2 separate regions of the Ovis aries genome follow, and region 2 is linked to region 1. The links are chromatin contacts, called in public Hi-C maps. All regions are on one chromosome and are shown on one strand. Each heading gives the region's core, a stretch centred on a gene start, on an enhancer-like site or on the middle of the called end of the contact. The rest is flanking DNA. Distances are from core to core; before and after follow the strand shown.

Evidence for each region. Hi-C and Micro-C count contacts between places; a contact is called where the count stands out from the background.
Region 2: a contact with region 1 is called in a Hi-C map of liver, with 4 times the contacts expected there. The contact joins two enhancer-like sites. A contact is called at or near these places in 3 of 16 Hi-C or Micro-C datasets (blood, liver and tail adipose tissue).

Annotation. Positions count from the first base shown.
Region 1 is chr3:215,679,042-215,685,275 of ARS-UI_Ramb_v3.0, forward strand. PICK1 (protein interacting with PRKCA 1) reads left to right here. Exons shown (of 13, transcript XM_027968100.2): 11 at 495-545; 12 at 1,184-1,328; 13 at 1,747-2,601. The coding sequence ends at 2,021. SLC16A8 (solute carrier family 16 member 8) reads right to left here. Exons shown (of 4, transcript XM_027965997.2): 4 at 4,813-5,307. The coding sequence ends at 5,000. Among named protein-coding and RNA genes, the nearest start is that of SLC16A8, 6.6 kb to the right of the region's middle. Within about 2 kb of position 2,535, at least 4 of the 54 cell types and tissues checked have an H3K27ac peak or open chromatin away from gene starts, as enhancers often do. A contact at or near this core is called in liver, where this site is marked.
Region 2 is chr3:215,917,472-215,923,705 of ARS-UI_Ramb_v3.0, forward strand. No RefSeq gene overlaps it. Among named protein-coding and RNA genes, the nearest start is that of TRNAW-CCA, 7.3 kb to the left of the region's middle. Within about 2 kb of position 3,595, at least 1 of the 54 cell types and tissues checked has an H3K27ac peak or open chromatin away from gene starts, as enhancers often do. A contact at or near this core is called in liver, where this site is marked.

The sequences.
Region 1 (6,234 bases), core at 1,285-3,784:
TCAGTCTAGCTCACTGGTTGTAACATGGATTTTCATGAGTCTTATGATCAAATGGTAATTCTGCGGTCAAAGGAGTTGAGGAAAAATACTCCACTGAGCAGGCCCACCCAGGTCCTTTGCTTCAGGACTTGTCAGAGCCTTCGATAGACCCATGTGTAACGTGGGTCTTCAGGGGCTTCCTCAAGTTCTTTGGATCCTGAATCCTTTAGCCCAGAGCATCTGTTGGGACTTGGGTGTAAACGCTGGGCTCTCGGGCCCTTTCCATCGTCCCTGATGAGTGCCCTCACCACCCTGAGCCTCCAGGGCAAGGGCCAGCCTCTCCCCACACGTCTCAGCTCTTTCCAGCTCAGGGTGTGCAGGGCCCACAAGGCCTGGCACGGCTGCTCCTCTGGGTGGCCGAGGGCTCCAGGGGGGCATGGGAGGAACTGGGGCCATCAGGGTGCGCGCCCAGGTGGTGCAGCCCCCCTGACAGCCTGGCCTCACCCGCCCCACAGTCCTACTGCCTGAAGGTCAAGGAGATGGACGACGAGGAGTACAGCTGCATTGTGAGTGGGGTGGGGGAGCACGGCCCTGGTCCTGGAGTGGCTCGGGGTGCACACGCCTCTCCCTGCCTGCCTCACAGAGCCCCAAGAGCGTCCTGGGCCTGCCAGGGACACGGGGTGGGGCGGGCCTGCCCAGGAGAGGCCTGGGGACTTGGCCAGGCTCCTGTTTGTGCAGATCTGGGGGCTGTCCTTCCGTCCCTCCCTGTGGCCTCTGCAGGCCTCCCAAGTGCTGGCCATTTTTGCCGTGGAACCATCCCCACTGCCTGCTCCCAGACCAGCTGCCCTCTAGACTTGGTGAGGCTCCTGCAGGAAAAAAAAAATGCCCTTCCTCTCACTCCTGAGAGCTGGGTTTTTTTCACTTGCTACTTTGTAATATTTTTGATAGCAGGGTCCATCTGTGACTCAACACTCATTTAATGTGGCAAGAGTCTGGGGTTTTTTTTTGTTCTTGTTTTCACAAAGCTATCCCTAAGCACTTCTAGCAACTGCAGGCGTCTCAGAAACGGGGAACGGTGGCAGCTTTGAAAAGTGCCGTGTGGTGGGGGGGTTGCGAACTGGCGGGTTCTCTGCAGCCTCTCTGCCGCCACCCCCCGACCCCTGCCGCCTGCCCAGGGTCCCTGACGTGCTTCCCCCGGGCCCAGGCCCTCGGGGAACCCCTGTACCGCGTGAGCACAGGCAACTACGAGTACCGCCTGATCCTGCGCTGCCGTCAGGAGGCCCGCGCCCGCTTCTCCCAGATGCGCAAAGACGTGTTGGAAAAGATGGAGCTGCTCGACCAGAAGCATGGTGAGGGGCTGCGAGGCCCCCCGACACCATCCTCCTCCCCATTTCAGAGAGGTCCAGCACTCACCCGAGCTCCCAGGGACAGCCCGTGGCAGACTGACTCTGAGTCAGACCCGAGATGGGAGCGTCCCAGAGCCTGGCCAGGGTGGGACTGGCCGTGTCCCGTGGACTCCTTGGGGTGTAGTCCCACCATCCCCAAGCCCTACCCCACCCTGGCAGTTCTCTTCTACTCCCTGAACTGGGAGCGGGGAGGCCTGGGTACTGTGCAGGGCTGGGCAGCCCTGGCTGGCCTGGCCCCCTCCGAGGGTGCCAGGGGGCAGTGAGGTGCATGAAAGGGAAGCCCAAGGGTGGCGGAGTCGGTGGGGCCCTGTGTGCAGGCAGCCTGGCCCACCGGCGCTGTCTGCTGCCCCTCGCGCCCCAGTCCAGGACATCGTGTTCCAGCTGCAGCGCTTCGTGTCCACCATGTCCAAGTACTACAACGACTGCTACTCGGTGCTGCGTGGCGCCGACGTCTTCCCCATCGAGGTGGACCTGGCTCACACCACGCTGGCCTACGGCCTCAGCCAGGACGAGTTCACGGACGGCGAGGACGAGGAGGATGAAGACGAGGAGGACACGGCAGCCGGGGAGCCGCCCAGGGATTCGCGAGGGGCTGCCGGGCCCCTGGACAAGGGCGGGAGCTGGTGTAACTCCTGAGTGCCCCCTCGGGGTGTGGGTCCGGGGGGCAGGGTGAGCGGGAGGACGCAGCTCGGGAGCGGGGGCAGGGCCGCCGCACGACAGGGTGTGCAGCGCATAAAGGCCTGCTGGCTTGGGGCGCGTGCCTCCCTGCTGCTCTGTCCTGCACGGCGAACCCGGGTTGCCCGCCCAGGATGAGCTCTGGGGCCGTGGCCTGGGCCCTCGGCCCTGGCCCCCTCCCTCTCCACCCCTCACCTCCACCCCCAGCTCCCCAGCCAGCCAGAGAGCTTAGTCTCCCGACCTACCTTAGGAAGGAGAGAGAGGGCAGAAAGGAAGAGGGGTCAGAGGTGGCAGGATTCCAGGATTCGTTGCTCGTGGGCACCTCCGCCGGCCCCACCCCGAGCCTGCCAGGAGTCGGGGGGCCCGCGGGTGGCCAGCCGAGCTGGGGCCAGCGTTGCACCCTCGCCTCTCTTTAGGCTGGCCCCACCCCCGTCCACACTCACCTCGGCAGCCTTTATTTATTTTATTCCCCTGGCTCAGCCACTTCCCTGGGGAGGCCTGGGCACTGGGCCTGTATTGAATAAACACAAACCCAGATGGAGCCAGGCTCTTTGCAGTGGCCTCAGACCCTCTCTCCCCTCGATGTCCCCTCTTCTGCTGCCCTGATCACGGAGAGGGGCAACACCATTGGAGAGGGGCTCACCAACATTGCCATTATGGCACTGACTCCTCACAGCAGTTCTTTGGATGAACACTGCTGTCCCCATGTACAGATGGGAAACTGAGGCCAAGAAGAGACTTGCTCAAGGCCCCTTGGTGTATGGGGAAGAAGTGAGATTTGGACTCAGAGCTGTCAAGTTCAGAAGACTCCACTTTCCCCACTGCCTCCCAGGCTTTCTGCTCTGTGGAGCCTTTTATATCCTCTCTCCTCTGTGACCCTTGAACTAAACCTTTATTTGGGAAAAGACGGGACAGATACTGGGTCAGGCAGATCCAAGGCCCCAAATGAGGAGAGAGTTAAGGGTGCCTTGGCCATCCCAGGCCACCTGTTCTGCCAGGGCCAAAGGGGAGGGACCCAGTGGGTGGTGCCACGCTAGTACTCCATGTCTTTGCTTCTCCTGGACAGCTCTGGCCCACACCTATGATCCTAGTGGGATTATTCATAGTGACCCTTGTCACCATCAGTGTGTCCCTGTTTGGAAAATGAAATTTGTGCTCATCCGGAGAACAGGAGGGGTGCAAGAGGCTGTGAGAGGTGGGTAGAGCCCACAGTGGCCAAGGAGGGGGTGGTTTCCTGCTTATTAGGTTTGCATGTGTGGGTCTCGGGCAGAGATGCCAATGGGATCCTCAGGCAGGATTGGGAGCTTGGAGAGGGGGGCCAGCTGTCACTGTGTGTGCTCCCTTCGAGCCATCAGACTGCATCACCTCTCTGAAGGGTCAGCCAGCAGGGAGGCCAAGGGCACAGACGAGCTGGCAGCCTAGGTTTGAGGCACAGCTCCTGTGACCCTGAGCTACCTCCTAACCTCCTGGGCCTCAGTTTCCCTACCTGTGAGTGTGGCTAGTGAGGGTACCTTCCTCCTTGGGTCCTTAGGAGGATGAGTTAACCTTTGTGAAGAGCACAGCATGGTGCCTGGCACAGTCGGGTCTATATTCATTAAATAAGATGTAGTCACCGCTCTAGTGGCTCGGGGAAACCGCAGACACAGTGTCAGTCGGCCGGGTATGTGCTGGGGTTTTCCCGGGGCATGGATGGAAAATGAGACCAGTGGGGAGGGCTCACCAGGGGGATGGGTTCTCCTGCGGAGTGTGGATGAATGGAGTCATAGGCCCTGGTCACCTGATTTGGAGGGAGGGAAGCAAAAAAAGGGGTGTCCCATTTGTGGGAAAAGGGTGAACATGTAAGGGAAAATACATCCCTAAACCTTCCTAGTCAGGGTGAGACCTGGAGCTCCCCGCACTGGACTCCCTGTACCACTGACTGGGCGGATGGGGGGGACTTCCCTAGCGGTTCAGTGGTTAAGAATCCACCTTGCAATGCAGACGGCCACGGCCGGGGTTCAGTCCCTGGTCAGGGAACTAGGATCCCACTGTGCTGTGGAACAACTAACCCCACAAGCCCGCAGCTGCTGAGCCCCTGCAGCACCACTGGAGAGCTGGTGCGCCACAGCCAGCAAAGATCTGGCGTGATGCAAGGAAGACCCCCACCTCCGACAACTAAGACCCAACCGCAGTCAAGTTAAAAAAAAGAGTGCCATTGAGGAGCTCTCTCTAGGACTCCTGGGAAGCTGGGGAAGGGAGGCCAGCAGCCATGTGTCCACAGGGACACGTGTCCAGAGCAAAGGCCCCAGGAAACCCGAGTTTATCCCCTAGAGAGAGGAGGCCGGGTCTCTAGAGAGAGGGTCCCTTTTAGAAAGGTGAGGGGGCAAGGTAGGTGCCATCCCTCGACCCTCAGCCCCAGCTCTCCCAGCCACAAGATGGAGTTATGGAGCCACATAAGCTTGCCTACACACAGGGGAGCCGGGATCCAGCCCCGGCCCACTGCTCTGGGACGTGTGCGCCCGTTCTCTGCCTTGGGCCCCTCCAGTGGCACTTGCTGGCCGGGCTTCAGTGCGCAGGGCCGGGATCGAGGACACCTTCCCCTGCCATCCTCCACCTCTGCCACTCCATCCCCAGTGCCCGCCAGCTCCCATCAGAGGCCCCCGGGGGAGAACCTCTCAGACTCCCTCCTGGCCCCCCGCCCCCCACCCCCAGGGAGCAGCCAGAGATGCAGAAACAGAACTCTTTGTCAGCTCAGTTTTATGAACTTCAGATTCACACAGGCCGTGCAACAGCAGCTTCACTGGCAGGACCAGGGCCACCCAGGGCAGTTGAGGGGGGCAGCTCCCCTCATGGACCCCCAGAGGTGACCCCCAGGAGCAGCCCCCCACCCCACCTGGTGTGGGGGCTCTGAGAGGGGAAGCCCCATTTCCGAAGTTCCTGCCACCCGGCGCTACACAGACTCAAGAGTCCAGCCCTGGCTCCGTCTTCACCTCGGGTTGCAAAGGCCCAGTGCCTGGGCTTGGCACCTCCACGGCCTCGAGGCCACCGGGCTCCTTGGTGCCGGCGGGCGGGAGGTCAGAGTCCACTTCGGCCTCAGCCTCCTCCTCATCGCCGGCCCCGCCCTCGGTGCCTGGGCTGGGTGGGCCATCCCTGGGGCGGCGCAGGCAACAGTAGGTGGCCACAGCCATGAAGATCCCCGCCAGGGCCACCTCGGAGCCTGCCAGGTAGAAGATGATCTCGTAGTTCTTGAGCGCGTCCACCAGGCGGCCTGCGGGGAGGGTGGATGGCAGGTGAGGGCAGGCAGGGGAGCCCACCCTTCACACACGCGCACACAGGCACGCACACACGCAGTGGTCTTGGTGGGGCTCACACACACACACGCCCCAGTCTTTGTTTCAGATGGCAGAAATCCATGAGGGTTCTGCCATTTGAGACCTTAAAACTGTCACTTCACCTCCCTGGATCTCAATTTCTTAAGTGATACGGGGATTCTCCAGTGGCTCAGGGGTAAAGAATCTGCCTACAATGCAGGAAACAGGCAAGTAAAGAATCTGCCTGCAATGCAGGGTTCAAGCCCTGGGTCAGGAAGATCCCCTGGAGAAGGAAATGGCAACCCACTCCAGTACTGTTCCCTGGAGAATCCCATGGACAGAGAAGCCTGGTGGGCTACAGTGCATGGGATCGAGAAAGAGTCAGACATGACTGAAGTGACAGAGCACATGGGGCTTGAGGTGAGGCAGCACTGCATAAGGGCCCTCCTGTTCCCCAGATCCAAACTCCACATGTGCCCTGGAACTGGCCCAGCTGGGGATATTTGACCTAGGAGTTGGGAGAGTACAGGGCTCAGCCTGGGGGCCCCAACTATTGCTTTTCCCACCTAACTGCCTTGGTCTTCAGGGGCCAGGTTCAGCTCTCTCCCAACCTCCCAGGCCACCCCCCCCCTCCCAGGGGGCCCCATGTAACTCAGACTGAGCTATCATCAGCATGGGACTGGAGGCAGGGTTTGTGGAGAGATTACTCCTATTCTCTGTATTTTTCCAAGCTATCACAGGTACATGTTACTTTCATACTTGACAAAATCTTTTTTTATACCCCCAGACACACTGCATGGCTTGCAGCATGCTAGTTCCCTGACCAGGGTTCGAACCCAGATTCCCCACAGTGAAAGTGCAGAGTCCTAACCACCAGACTGCCA
Region 2 (6,234 bases), core at 2,345-4,844, 240 kb after region 1:
TCTAACCCAACCTACAATGGGGTTATATCCGAAAGCCGCCCACTGCTCCAATCTCATTCCAGCCAGCATCTAATGTCCACCAACACAGATCTCTAAAGTGCGCCACCCTCTCCAGTTTACAAAGAGCTCCCCACCCCCTCTTTTCAATCTCAGAGGAATGCATTGAGATGTGGGTTCTTCTCCCTTTAGCCCTGACATCCTGGGGCTCAGAGAGGGGCAGGGTCTTGCCTAAAATCACACAGCCAGCGGGTAGGGGATGTCAGGACTCCAGGCTCCTGGAGGGCAGGGCTGAGGTCAGGAGGTGTGCAGGGCAGAGGAGAGACTGTAGAGACAGTTTGAAGTGTAGAGGGAGGAGGGCTGGGAAGGTCTGCGGAGCCCAAGGCTTGAGCTGTGAGATGAGGCAGTAGAAGGTCAGGGAAGATTCCACAAAGTCCTGGGAGGTGAGGAGGTGACTGGCAGTCGTGGGAGGAAGAAATGGATGTGGACTCACCCGTTCTACCATCAGTAGACCTGCCAGGGCTAGCCCTGGGCTGGGCCTGAGAGGCGGGCAGGGGCCTGGCAGGACACTGCCACCCGCCAGTCTCAGAAGGGGCACGGGCTGCCACGACGAGGCGCAGGGGGATAAGTGTCCCTCACCCTGGAGAATGAGAAAAGCTCCCAAGGAGGGAGAGGGCGGCTTGGCCTGGGTGGGTAGTCGGCGAGGAAGAGGGAGAGGAGTTTGCCTGGCAGGGAAATGTTAATCCTGCTGGCCAAGGCTTATCGGTGCCTGGCCATGTGCCCGGCTCGGGCTCTGATCTACGTGCTTTCCATAGGCTGCCCCGGCCCTCATGCCAACCTGGGAGCGGGTGCTGTTAGCATCCCCAGTTAATGGCTGGAGAACTCTGATGTTGAGGGCCATGATTTGCTCAAGGGCACATGATTGGAAAGAGCCAGAGCTGGCTTTGAACCCGGGCAGGAAGGCTCCTGAGCCTGGTTCCTAAAACTGCACGGCCTCGCAGCATGCGGGATCACTGGGGGTGAGTAAACTGCAGGTGAGAAGACTAGAGTTTGAGCACCCCCACCCCGTGCACTCACACCTGTGCAACCGTGACCTCTCTGAGCCGCCACTTCAGATGGGGAAAGAATTCTGCCCTGAAGCTTAAGGAGCTAGAGCCCTATGCCGAGCACACACCGGATCCTCAGTAAAGTGGGGATCCTCCCTTGCACCTCTGAGAAGGTCGGGGACAAAGACTCACAGGGGCTTCCCTCCACCCCCTCCCAGGGGTCTAAAAAGGTCTTCTTGTCCAGCCCACTGTGTGTACAGAGAGCAAGCTTGTCTCCAGCCAGAGATGGGCCCTCCAGAGAAGGAAATTCTTTCAACTTCTTGATGATGACGGGGATGATGGTGGTAATGAAGATGATGGTAGTGATGAAGAGCATGATGGCGGCAGGGGTGGAGCTCTGGCCCCTCCCTGGCATTCTAACAGCCCAGGGCGGGTTCAGCTAAGTGCTGGGCATAGCTTGGGGTGTGGGGGAGGGGGCAGTGTGTGAGCACCTAGAAAACTCCACCATGGGGATGATGGCCTTGGCCCTGTCAATAAGGTCATGGCCCTTGATGATTCTGCCTGCCCCGCCCTTAAGGCTCTCAGATGGAGCGAGTTCCATGGAACTGACTTCCCAGGAGGCCACATTTCCTAGAAGGCTGTAACCAGAGTCCATAGAGGAGAGACACTTGCCTGAAGGTCACAAAGCAAATCTCAGGGCAGAAACTCAGGGCTCCTGACACTTAACTCTCTACCAGTCACTTGCTCCCACTGAGTTAAGAGGGTGGACAGGAGAGCTGCTTTATACCAATCCCTCAGCACATTCCACCCGAGCCCCTTCTGTGCACTGGCACCAGGAAGGGCCTGGAGTTGGTGGAGACTCAGCCCTGCCCTGTGGGTCTCCAGGGAAGGTTCCCCAGTGAGCCAGACAGGAGGCACTCAGAAGGGGAAGCCAGGTCACCCCTGGAGGACGGGGGAGGGTGCTCCTGGGGGAGGAGTGCGAGGGCATGGGATGAGGGCGGGAGCAGGACTTCCAGAACCGGGAAGGTGGGCGCTGGGTACAGGGTCTGGTGCAACCCCCAGAGGAGTGATGGCAGAGGTCTCCTGGGGCCAGGAGCCTTGAGTGCCAGACCAAAGCTTCTGGATAGTATCTTGCAGACTGTGGGGGTCCCAGGAGGTTTTTAGAAGACTGACCTGAGGGTCTTCTCAGAGGGCATAGCTGTGTGTGATAGCTGAGGCGGGAGGTCCGTAAAATGCTAGGATTCCCTGAATTCAGTTGCACTTTTTTTTTTTTAATGAAAATTGAAAGGAAAAAAAAAAGCTGTTCCCCTTGCTGATTTCTGGGGTCACATGGGGAAGCAGCTTGCAGGGTCCCTGTAGGAGACAGGTCAGACCCTAGCTTCCGTGCTAGGGCTGGGAGCCAAGCTGACCTGGCTTCAAACCCCAGTCTGTGCTCCTTCCTGGTGGCCGGGGCTCAGGGCTCATGTCTACCTGGTATGGCACCGCTTCTCAGAGCAGCTGGAACATCCAGTGAGGCGAGGTCTGGGCCAGGCTCCAGGCAGAGTCTCAGCAGATATCCCCTCTGCCCTCCTCTCCTGTTCTGAGGCGGGTAGGGGGCAGCTCAGAGGTATAGCCAGCCTGGAGAGAGGGAGGTTCAAGTCCTGGCCGCACCTCTGACCCACTCTGAACATCAGTATCTTCTTCAGCCTGCCCGGGCTGCCATCTGTGCTCTTGAGAAGGGCCATGCTCAGGGACTGCGGAGGCCACCCCTGGCTTCCTCCTCCCTCTTGAGGGAGAGGCTCCTGGTGCAGACCCTCAGGAGGCAGTGAATGAGTTTTACAGTGAGCTGGTTCAAGTCAAGGAAGTCAGTGGTGGGCAGCTCAGGGTCCTGGTCCTGGTGCAGCCCTCCTGCAGCACTGGAGGGAATCTTGACACTGTCCATGGGGCCTGCCTGCTCTGTGTTGATCTGAGCTTCTCTGCTGAGCTACTGAGCTCAGCTCAGTCGTCACAAGGGAGGGGTATTGTGGGGCAAGCCGCTGTGTCAAGGCTGTGGGCAGATACTTTAACCTCTAAGCCACCAGGGAAGCCCCGAGTTCAGGGATTACCAGGGTCAAAAACGCCCTTGCAGGGGTTTCCTTGTGGCACAATGGGTAAGACTCGGCTCCCAGAACAGGGGGTCTGGGTCCCGTCCCTGGTCGGGAACTAGATCCTGAATGAAAAGCAAATAAGCAGCCTTCATGCCACAACTAAGACCCAGGGTAGTCAAATAAGTAAATAAATAGACAATATAGATTCTTTTTTTTTTTTTTAAGGTCCTTGCAGATGGCATAGTCCATTTGCTTGATGGGAAAAGTGAGGCTCCGTAGATCTTCTAGGTCCGCGGGGGGAGTCAGGGCCAGGCCAGACCCAAGTCCACGTCCCCTCCACCCCACGACCCGCCTTTCCCCTCGCCCACCCCCGGAAGCTTTCTCTCTAGCCTCATCTCAGCTGCCTCCCCGCGCTAGAACTCGGGCGGCGGGCAGGAGCGCGGCACAGAGGGCGCTCACCTGCTGCCCTCAAGTGGCCACCTTGGGCGCTGCAGGCGGGTCGCGGTGGTGCTGCTCGGTCTGGGTCAGGCGGAGAGCGGGTGCTCATTGGGGCCAAGCCTAGGGCGACGCGAGGGCCATGGGCAGAGAGAAAATAGGCCCTGACCGCCCTGAAACTCCCGGGACTGAGACTGCGACCCCGAGAAGGGCCCTGAACACGTTCACGTACAACTGGGAAACTAGGGATGCTTCTGAGAGGCGATGTCATTTGAACCAGTGGCCCCGAGGGCCGGTGACCCATCTCTCTGCCTTGGAGGGGTCCATCAAGAATCTGCCTGATTGGTGTGCTGGCCTGAAAATCATGAGGCTTTGCAACCAGAGAGGGTTCCCAGGACTCAGTGGCTCACCCTAAGGCTCTGGCTGGGGCGCACTCTTGAAGAGCTTGCAGCTTTGTGAGAGAGGAAGCCACCTGAGCTCTTTGCTGGGAGAAGCTACGGAACTTCGTGACTGTGTTCGAGGGCAAGGAAGGGGCAACGTCCAGGGGCAGCTCAGGACTCTGGTCCAGGAGATGGCGGTTGTGGGACTGGGTGCCTGAGAGAAGGCCAGATGGGGGTACTGAGCTGTTGGGGCCTTCTGAGCTGGAGGAGTTGGGGAAGCCAGGGGGAGGAGCCCAGGATGGACTGTAATCACAGATGTCCTTCCTGTGACAGGTGAGGTAATCTACCCATTTGACAGATGAGATCATTGAGGCCTAGAGCGAGGAGGAGAGAGATCAGATCAGCCAGGATTGCTGGGTGCTGAGTGTCTGAGCTACAGGAACTCAGCTATCCCAGCCCCACCATGGCCCTGGATCTTTACCTTCCAGAGATCCAGGATCTTGGGGAAGAGTCCCAAGGAGAGGACAGGGGAGGCTCAGAGCCCCTGTGGAGACAAATAGTCGGCCGCTGATACCCTGTGTAGCCTTGAGTACATCTCTTCACCTCCCCAAGTCTCAGCTCTGTGTGTACCCAGTCACTCAGTTGTGTCCAACTCTGTGCAACCCTGTGGACTGTGCTGTGGCCTGCCGGGCTTCTCTGTCCGTGGGACTCTCCAGGTAAGAATACTGGAGTGAGTTGCCATGCCCTCCTCCAGGGAATCTTCCCTAAACAGGGATCAAACCTGTGTCTCATACTTCTGCATTTGCAGATGGGTAGGGCTTCCCTCATAGCTCAGTTGGTAAAGAATCCGCCTGCAATGCAGGAGATCCTGGTTTGATTTCCTGGTCAAGAAGATCCACTGGAGAAGGGATAGGCTACCCACTCCAGTATTCTTGGGCTTCCCTTGTGGCTCAGCTGGTAAAGAATCCGACTGTAATGTGGGAGACCTGCGTTCGATCCCTGGGTTGGGAAGATCCCCTAGAGAAGGGAAAGGCTACCCACTCCAGTATTCTGGCCTGGAGAATTCCATGGACTGTATAGTCTGTGGGGTTGCAAAGAGTCGGACACGACTGAGCAACTTTCACTTCTTTACCACTAGCGCCACCTGGGAAGCCTGTCTCAGCTGCTCACCTGTGAAATGATGTGAAATAGCTTCCTTTAGAAGGGGTTGGGAAGATTTAGATTTTAAGAGGTATGACGGTGCCAGAGCAAGCGGCAGCTGGCTTGTAAGCCTGGCAGGAAATGAGCACCGCTCCCTTTCCCCTTCTGATTGGAACAGCCTGGAGGAGGCTTGCTTTGAAGGTAAGGACGGATTCAGAGAGATCCAGAGTGAGCCGTTTGACTCCCCTACCACCAGGGTCCCTGAGCACTGGACCAAAAGATGCTGTACTTACAGCTGCTCTCTCAGGCCCCAGAGGCCCCCGAACCCCAGCCTGGAGAGATCTCTGCCTGAGACAGAAGAGAGATAACAAAGCCCCCTTCCCACCCTCAATTCCTTCCTGTTGGCCCGGCGCCCAGCCTGTCTATGCTGGAAAAGTCTCCCTGTTCCCGTTGTGTCTGCTCCTGGCAAGGACTTGTCTTCTGGAAGGAAACAAGCATTTATTAAAGAGGCTGCTCTGTCCCCATCATTACTGTCCCCCCCCCCTTTTCTTAAATCTTTTGGTCCACCCCACATGGCACATGGAATCCTATTTCCCCAACCAGGGATCGAACCCGCACCCCCTGCATTGGAAGCGTGGGGTCTTAACGACTGGACCACCAAGTCCCTCCTCTCATTACTCTTGACACACAGCATCACTGCCCTGAGCACCAGGTACCGTTACTATCTGATACATTTGGGGATGTGGAGGCTCAGGGAGGGAGGGTCTTGTTGAAACAGGCATCTTGACTACTGATGTGGGAGCTAACCATTGGGCAATGCTGCCTTGGCAAATGGCTCCCCATCTTGTTTGAGCTCCTAGGGGCAGGGCGGTGCCTGGCATGGGCCCTGCAGGCTCTTAGTGGAGTTTGAGTGAGTGAACAGAGACGCGAGTGAGTGACAGTTTGGTCTGTGAATGACCCAGAGACATCACCTTATGACTCCCAAGATGCTGTGGATCTGAAAGGTCAGAGGGACTCACCTGAGACTGTGTGGACTAGCTTCCAGAAGGACACAGAGGAACTGCTACTGGTGCTTACCTCTGGGTGTGGGGGTGGAGCGTGAGGAGAGAAGGAGGTTTACTTTTCTGTTTGAATGCTTATCTTCGCTCTTATAATGTGCGTATATTACAA